Linked DNA regions of Gossypium hirsutum: all the other regions are linked to region 3. Evidence: chromatin contacts called from public Hi-C data. All regions are on one chromosome and are shown on one strand. Each heading gives the region's core, a stretch centred on a gene start, on an enhancer-like site or on the middle of the called end of the contact. The rest is flanking DNA. Distances are from core to core; before and after follow the strand shown.

The links. Hi-C and Micro-C count contacts between places; a contact is called where the count stands out from the background.
Region 1: a contact with region 3 is called in a Hi-C map of fibers, with 2.7 times the contacts expected there. The contact joins the promoter of LOC107897878 here to the promoter of LOC107897029 in region 3. A contact is called at or near these places in 15 of 34 Hi-C or Micro-C datasets (anther, callus, fibers and 3 more).
Region 2: a Hi-C map of leaf shows a contact between it and region 3, with 2.7 times the contacts expected there. The contact joins the promoter of LOC107897877 here to the promoter of LOC107897029 in region 3. A contact is called at or near these places in 3 of 34 Hi-C or Micro-C datasets (anther and leaf).

Annotation. Positions count from the first base shown.
Region 1 is chrA10:35,401,239-35,404,326 of Gossypium_hirsutum_v2.1, forward strand. LOC107897878 reads left to right here and starts at 1,824. Exons shown (of 5, transcript XM_016823462.2): 1 at 1,824-2,267; 2 at 3,061-3,088. The coding sequence starts at 2,200.
Region 2 is chrA10:35,449,151-35,452,352 of Gossypium_hirsutum_v2.1, forward strand. It overlaps LOC107897877, which reads left to right and starts at 1,463. Exons shown (of 1, transcript XM_016823461.2): 1 at 1,463-1,792. The coding sequence starts at 1,463. The coding sequence ends at 1,792.
Region 3 is chrA10:35,249,230-35,252,184 of Gossypium_hirsutum_v2.1, forward strand. It overlaps LOC107897029, which reads right to left and starts at 1,270. Exons shown (of 5, transcript XM_016822357.2): 1 at 836-1,270. The coding sequence starts at 903.

The DNA.
Region 1 (3,088 bases), core at 574-3,073, 150 kb after region 3:
GAGATCTAGCTATTGGGGAGCGGGAAATCTTACCGATTTTGATACAAATTTAGAAATTGATGGCACGAAATTCAATGATTGATAATAAACAATTCGATTGGGACTTGATTGCAAAGTTAAATTTCAAAAACTAAATTTTCAGCAAGAACTTTGAGAGAATTTTGCAAAAGAGGGTTTGTAGAGAAAATTGAGAATAAATAAGAAGAATGGGTGTTTCAATTTGGGTTGAAATCAAATAGGAAATCGTAGTTGTGCTAGGAAGTGGTTTATTAGTGGAACTTTAGAAAGAATAATGTTTGTTTGGCACTTAACCTTTTTTGGCCGAAATTAAGGAAAAAAATAAAGAAAAGGGAGAGAAACCAAGGTGACTTGAACCTAAGATCAAAGGAATGAAAAGGAAAAAGCTTACTATTAGACTAATGCCCATTTTATGGCCATTTTTTACGACAAATAATACATAAGCTAATTAACCTTGGTTCTTTAAGTGCAGAAAAATAAAAGGGAAAAGTGAAAAATGTAGGATTTGAACCTTGGTTCTTCTAAAAATTTTATTAAACTCTTAACTACTAATGTTAAGATATAATTAATGAAAAATTTAAAATTCTAACCACCTAATTTTAGCGGTGTTACAATATTAATAATTTAAATAATATATTAATTATAGGAAAGTTAATATATTATTTAAAATAATTTTATAAATAATTAAAATATTAAAGATTCACTATTTATCACAATATAATTTTTGTGCCTTATTATATGATATGATATATGATATGAGTTAATTGAATCAAAATTAAACATTATAGAACACAATATAACTAATAACCTGAATATATTTGAATCCAATTTAAAATCTACACATAAGTTACTAGTCAAACATGAGATATTAAAATTTCAAAGCTTTACTCTTTGCCAGAGTCTCATTTGGTCTATAAGAATTTTAAATTCTTATTTCTAGTGAATAAAAGGGTTTAATATATGGTTTGATATTCAATTGTGATATATATTTTAAATATGATACTTGTGTTTAATTCAAGTTATAGAATTGATTTGACGAAAAAAAATTGATAATATTATTAGGATTGAATTTTCATGATTTATTAATAGAATAAATTTAGTATTAATTATGATTTTTTTTAATTTTAAGTTGATTTAATGAAAATTATTTGTTATTAACTAATTATAAATTTTCATTAAATCAATCTTAAAAAGTATTTTTAGGTACAAATTATAAATAGGGGAAGGGGGATAACGACCACACGGTTTGCACCCTAGTATTTGGATGTCAACATAGAGCTTAATCACTCCTCCGTTATGCTATTCGCTTTAAAATATAAATTAAATACTAAAAAATTAATATCATTATTTTGAGTATCAAAATGTATGATTTTTATAAAAATACAAGTACCACATTAAATAAAAAAATAGAAGTATTACATTATATATATCAAAATAGATTGTAACCATCTTTTACCCAAAATTTGAATGGCAAAAGTTGTTTATTATTAAAAAAAATTGAATACCAAATGATGTATTAAGAAATGTTTATAAAACTGGACTAATGGTCAAACTGGTCAGATTAGTAGTTCGTTGGTCCAATCAATTCGATTAAATTAGATAAATTATAAAATATTTATAAAAATATAAAATATATATCTAAAAAATTTAAAAATTTGTTTAGTCAATTTTTAATTTGCTTCAATTAGATCGGTCAACCAATCTAAAGTATTTCTTAATATAAATACCCTAGCTGGGTCGGTTTAGTTAAGGATAACTATGATATTAAGCCTTTATAAATGGTAAAAGAGTAATAAAGCTAAAATTCAAACCCAAAAGTAGGGAACTACTAAAATAGTAATAGTGTCGTGAAGAGTCGGATCTTGATTCATGTCTTCCGTGTTCATCTCACTTCAATAAATATCCTTAAATTTTATTACTTTCTCCTTTTAATTTCTTTGTAATTTATGAATAATTGACCTATCAAGATCCCGACCACAAAGCCAAATCCAGCCCCCCCCCCCCCCTCTTCTCAAAAAAAAAAAAATCCCTTTCTTACTTGCTTCTTGGGAGAAACTAAACCTTGAAATCTGCTCTCTTAACACTGTTTTTCGCTCGAAACAGTGTGGAGAACCCTGAAATTCGCTGTATTTGTCTTTTCGCTTGAAACCAAGTGGTAAGAAGATAAAGGGGGAAAAACCAATGGGTTTTGCTTCATTCGCCGGACGAGTTTTCTTTGCTTCTATTTTCATCCTCTCCGCTTGGCAAATGTAATCACTCTTTCTTTATTGTTTTGGATCTCTTTATTCTATTTGTTGGGTTGTTTAAGAAATATGTTTATTATTCAGATCTGTTCCTTTAAAAAAAATTGTTTGTGCCAAGTTTGTTAGTATTTGGGTACTGTTGCATTATTTTCCTTAATTTGTAACTCTTGTTAGTGATGAATTTCGTTGAGGATGTGGTTCGCTTTTCAAGATTTTAAATCTGAGGAGTTTGGAGTCGATGTGAGATTTTTTCTTTTAAGAAAAAGTGTGTTTATACTTAATAGTTTAAATGTTATTAGTTGCCGTGATATAGAAATGGTATGAAAAACCTTTATTTTTTTCTTTATTTTCTGTTGAATAGACATAATATTTCCAAATGCAGAACTGGATGGTTAGTTTTAGTGGATAGGGTAGCATCATTTAAGTACTTCCTGGACAATATTTTTTGTGTAGGCAATGCCATATTCTGAGAAGAAGATGAATTCGGGTATCATGAAGTGGTAATAGATATGAGGCGATAGATATTTGTCATTTGTATAATCAAGCAGTTGATTCAATAACCAAAACCCTGAATTTCTCAATGCTTTGCTGAAATTCTATTCTCACAATTCTGGTTTTGATGTTGTAATTTCAGTAACTACCCCTGTACTGAGTCTAACTGTGCCGTTGCTATATAGTTGTTGAGTCTTTTCTCGTACGATTATAATTTGTATTCGTAGATAGACTGTGTAAAGAGCTCGGCTAGCACCCGTGTTTTAAACACTAAAGATATTTTAGTAGATGTTCAACATGTTGGCAGGTTCAATGAATTTGGGGTTGATGGCGGG
Region 2 (3,202 bases), core at 213-2,712, 200 kb after region 3:
AATAGTTTTAAATTTAGTTTTATGGTATAAAAATGTTTGAAGTTTAAAATGTCAAATACCTTCGAGATTTTGTTACGTTTATGCTCTTGTAACATTTCCCACTCATACTATATACTGGGGTAGGTGCGGGATGTTATAAAAACTTTAAGCGTTCAATTTCAAATTTTACCTTATAAAAATTATGTGTGAACTAATTAATTGAGTTTAATTAGTTAGTTTGAGTTGAGTTGATTTATTGATTCTAATTGAAATTATTAGTATAGTTAATTAATTATAACTTTTTTAAAAATTATAATACCATATATATTAATTCAAATCTTATTTTTAAAAAAACTAGGGATAATATCATATTTGGTACGTGTACTTTTATAAAATGTTCACTGTGATACTTGTACTTTAAAAATATTTAATATGGTACTTGAGCTATCAATATATGTTTTATTATTGTACTTGTTCTTTTATAAAATGTCCAATATTTAGTTTATTATGATACCTTTGAAAATATCCAATGTGCTACTTGAATTATCAATATATATTTTATTATGGTACCTGGTGTTAACATCGTTAGTGAATTGCTAAATCAATCAATGAAAATTTAACACCTAATTTTTTTTTCCAAATCATCAAGTCCATAAAGATAATATGACATTACGTGAAAAACTAAATAAAAGTTGAATTAAAAAAAACTAAATATATAGTTAATAAAAAGAATAAATATTAAGCTTACATGAAAATATAAAAAATATTATTTAAAAACAAACTAAAAATAGTATTTGAAATGAAAGTTTTTTTTTTCCGGAAAAGATGATCTAAGTGGGGAAATGATGTGTTGCTTATATAAGTTCAGTATTTATTTTTTTATTTACTATATGTTTATTTATTTGCTTTTAATTTAATTTAATTAATTTTTTGTTTTATTTTATTTTTTTCATAATGTTATATGATTCATGCAAACTTAATAATTTAAAAAAAAAATTCTACATGACAATTTTTTTAGCTAATAATAATTCACTAACATTTTTAACACTAAATACCAAATTCTAACACTTTATAAAATATAAATAACAAATGTCACATTATAAAAAACTATAATCAGTGGAAACTAGAAAGGGAATGTTAAAGAAAAATCAAACCAATAAAGCAATATTCGGTCAAAAAAAGGAAAAGAAAAACCAACAAATTTCCCAAAGCTCAAAAAAAAAAAAAAAAAGAGGAAGGTCAAGGTAAAAAAATGGAACAAATCTGGTGTGGCTGTAAAAAGCCAAGCTCATATGTTAACTGACAGCTAAGCTAAGCCAACCTTTTCACGTGCGCTAGACAACGGTTCCCCTCCTCCCTTTATAAACTCCCTACTCGCAACAGAAACTCTCCATCTTTTTTGCTCTTAGAAAACAAAAAAAACTAATTTTCTCACTCACATATTAAATAAATCACCAAAACCGTCAGATTTCACCTCTCATTCATGTCGACTACATCGAGGAAAACCTCCTTCATCAACGGCGGTAATCAGCGGCAGCTCAGTCGACTTCAACGGCGTGCACCGGCTTCCTTACAGATTAGTCCAGTTTCTAGCTGGAACGTTGCGATCCCTCTCTTATCACCTCTAGTTCCTTCGCCTCCCTCGATCGATCGAAGGATAGCTGAGAGACGGGAAGATCCATCGCGTCAAGAGCAGCTGCGACACAGCCAGACTAAGGAGCCTGAAAAGCTTGATCCTAAAATGTGGAAGCATACAGCGGCTCCGTTTTGTTATGAGCCGGCGTCGTTAGTTCCGCCGTTTGTGCCGGTTTAGATGTAAAAGAAAAAAGAGTAGTTAGATCTAACGGGGTGCGTTGAGCGTATTTCTGTTCAACGTATACGTCACTAATTTTCTGTGAAATTACAACAATGTCCATCAATATGTTCATAATTTATTAGTACGTTTAACAATAAAACTGATTTGGGATACAGATTTTACATTTCCCCTTAATTTCATCAATTTCTTTTCCTGTTTGGGGAGTGAGAATAAGAGAAACCAAAAGTTAACCAACGAAATTAACAAGGAATTCGTTTGAAAGAAAAAAAAAAAACAGAGAATAAATATTGTCGTCGTTTGGGTGCCGATTTGATTTGGGTTTATTATTACGATCTGATCCGAATGATCATCTCGGGAAAAGAAAAGGCGCCACATATAATAATTAGTATATGGTTGTGTTTGTGGAATGCCGAATCAATTTGTTGTTTGTATTATATTTATGTTGGATTGTTTATTCAATAAGGATATGGTTGTGAATTAAAGAAATATTTTCAAAACACAAGATTCATATATTATTTTAATCAATTAAAGAAATGCAAGTTTCTTAGTTTTACTTGTGAATTAAAATTTTTCAAAACCCAAAGTTAAGGTATCAATTAATTGAAATAGTAAAATTGTTTCTAATTATACGTGGCTTGTATATTTATTTTTAAATTCATTCATTGAGTGTTAATTTAATTTATAATAAAATTTGATTAATTTCAATAAATTAATTAAAGTAATTAAAATCATATTTTAAAAGTAATAAAATAAAAAGTGAGAAGTGGCCATTAGTGAAAAATCTAAACATATAAAATTAATTAATTAATTACCTACCATTTTCTTTTTCTTTTCTTTTTTATAAAATAAAAAAATGATTTATTAATAATCAAGCTAATAATGTCTAACAAAAGCCAAAAGAAAATAAATAAATAAATAAATTATTCTTTTTTTAATGAGGTTTCTAACTTATGACTGTTAACAACATTTATTTAATTTCTATTAACTATTAGTTGATAGACATAATATTTTAAAACACTAGTAAGAAAATTCAGAATTGTGCAAGTATATTAAAATCAAATAATAATAAAAGTATCAAAAATCAATTAATAGTAAAATCTAAACATATCAAATAATAAAGAAATTCAAACCTCTTTTAGCGATTGAGCAAAACCTATAAAATAATGGGTGAATTTTTTTAGTCAATTGAGGTTTAAACTTGGAAGATGTTAGATTTTGTTATGCAGATGGAGTAGGAAAGCTTTTCCTAATAATAGACTAATGATCGTGGAATTAATGCAACAAATTGTTGTTTGTCAAGATGAACTGGGGGATGCATTATGCTGTCAAAAAGTGGAGGAATTTATAAATTAGTTTGAAAAGTTATGGCAAAGAAGAGAAGTGATATCAAAGATCTAGATTGAAGTG
Region 3 (2,955 bases), core at 20-2,519:
AGTCCAGATTTACAAAATACAATAAATATAAGCTTAAGGTAGAAAACAGCTCACTTGTGATTAAAAAGAAAAAAAATAAAAAGCCAGTTCTACAACTCTTTAATACATATGTTTTAGCTAATGTAAGTTACATGGGAAAAGATAGATAGATAGATAGATATTTCCTTCAGCACAATAATAATGCTAAAAATTTACACCATTGCCTCCGCAAGCCCCTACGCAAATGAGTAGAACTAAGGATTTTCATTCTTTAAAAGACTCGCAATTCAACTTCAAAACCCCACATGCGACTGTGAATAATTTTCATGCATAATTAGATAAACAGATACCATTTATACAACATATTAACTGCCAACCAACAACCATTATAAAATTTATGATATTCATGAGATCTAGAACTTAAATAAAAGATTTATTATATCATAAACACTTATATCCTATACATATAGCAGCCCCAAGAATTAAACATCTAAGCAATTCTAGCAAGCCAGATCAGCAATACATATTTAAAATTTTACTCTTAACACCACCTTAATTTGCACTGGCTCTCTAAATAAAGCTAGCAACATTATTAAAAACAAGATCTGTTTAAATAAAACGCCACAGTTAATCATCCTCTTCTTTAATGAGAGAGAACGAGCAATAAATCATCATTAATTAAAGTTCAAACAAACCTTTAGACATTCATAAGAGCTCTCAAGTTCCAAAATCCGCATTCAGATCCAGGCTATACATCATATTGTTACTTCGTTTTTCAATAGAACAAAACAGGTTCTATTATTTTAAAAAATAACAAAGAAGAAAGGATAAAGTGCAGATCTGAAGAAAGGCTTACTCTTGCCAAGCAGAGAGGATGAACACTGAAGCGAAAAGAACCCTCCCGACGAATGAAACTAACGCCATTTTTTTTTATTAAACACTTCAAAAATTCCAAGAAAAAAATGAAAAAAAAAGAAGGAAATTACTGTTTAAAACGAGACAAAAATGAAGCGAAACGAATCTACGAAACCAAAAACCCCAATAGCCGGAGGTTTTTTTATAAAGATAGAGAGAGAGAGAGATCAGTGTAAAAACGATGTTGGAGAGCAAGTAGGAGGCTGTCTTTATACTCGCGGAATTAGGGATGGAACACGTCCTTTTGACCAATCAAATTCGTTGGTTTTAGACTCGGAAGGCGCGTGACGTGACGTGGACGAGAGTAGAAAGCGAGTTGAGTCTTCTTTTTTAGTTTATGTACGGAAATTTCCCTGTGGTTCGTTGTAATTGACGATCGTTGCCATCCTGAGACGTGTTTTTAACTTTTTAAAGTCCTTCAAATTTGCCGCCGGTCCTGTTTTGGGGTCCATTTTGTGAAATTTGGATGTGAATTGAGTGAATGTGGTTTTGGGAAAAGCCAAAAGGAAATTCTCGGTGTTAAAAAAAAGGTCTAATTAGGTGAGATTGATCTATAATTAATGTTTTAATCTTAGATTTGAAGTTGTCATTTGGAGGAATTATCTTTCCTTTCAGAAAAGGTTTCCTTTTTCTAATACCTCGGCTTTCTAATCAATATTTGCAAAACTGTTTAATGAAGAGTAAATTTCATACCATTTAATTTAACAATTTTGATAAAAGTTAATCAATCATAAAATTATATATGAATATGTGAGTGTCTTGTATTAATGTTTTTGAAGAAAAATGTGTATTAATAATATAATATTCTATGTAAATATATGTATAGTATGCTTCTATATTTTTTTATAAGAGTTATATTTAATATATGTATCGTATGTACAAGTGTGCCTAGATCGAGCAGTTCTCAAAGAGTTCTCATATCATTTCTAAATGAGGTGTTGGGAAAGGAGTTAGCACATTTGGTGCTTTAAGAGGTGGTATGTTAGGAATTTTTCCAAGGTATGGTACTTGCTCCGATGAGTGGGCCTAGTTTTCGAGGAGTGGCACTCTGGGGTATTCTACGAGGTGTTGGCATTAATCCTCGATGGGTTATGCTCGAGAGGTTGGGGGTATAAAAATTGCCATCTAGTCCAAAGAGAGGTTATAAAGTAACTTGCCTCTAGACATTGCCATGTGTCAACTAAGTTCAAAATGTTCGCTGGGATTTTTTTAAATTTGAATCATTTTGGCTTTAGTGCGTGTAACATACATGTAGTTTGCATTGTCTCTCATTTATACACATGAATGCACTTTCATTTATTACCATGTGTACAACCCATTCTCAGGAAATCATGGGGTTTGTTTCCATTGTAATATGTCATTTTCGCTAGACACTGTTAGGAAATGTGTCCATATTCTAATAAACATGTAACTATTTTTTATTTATTTGAACAATGAATAAATAAATTTGTAACACCCCATACCCGTATCCTACGTTGGGACGGAATATGAGGCGTTACCTAACTTAAACTCATACTTACGACCAATTTCGAGTCTGTAAGACTTGGACAAATTTAAATCTTTCTCAAGCTTATCAACATGTCTTTAATATGGGCCTACGAGGCCCAAAATACACATCGAAAATCATTCGGAGTCAACTCGAGTTCTTTAGTCAACTTTAGAAAAATGACACTTGACACAGGGCCACACACCCGTGTGGGAAGGGCAATATGCCTGTGTGGCCAAATAGACATGGTCGTGCTGTTGGCTTGTGTGACTCAAACAACCTAAGCAATACAGGGAATACCCGTGTCCCTCACCCGTGTGGAATTAATTCTAAATTCACACCTACAGAAGTTTTCACACAGCCTGGCACACGCCCATGTCCCTGGCCTGTGTCTTTCACACAGTTATGACACGCCCGTGTCCTAGCCTGTGTGCAAAAACCTGGACATTTTGTTTCTGATGTCAGCAATTCTTAAGGGTCACATGGCTAAGGCACACGCCCGTGTGCTAGGCCGTGCCCTTCACACAGCTGAGACACATGGCCGTGTCTCTGCTTATGTGTTTACTATCATGCAT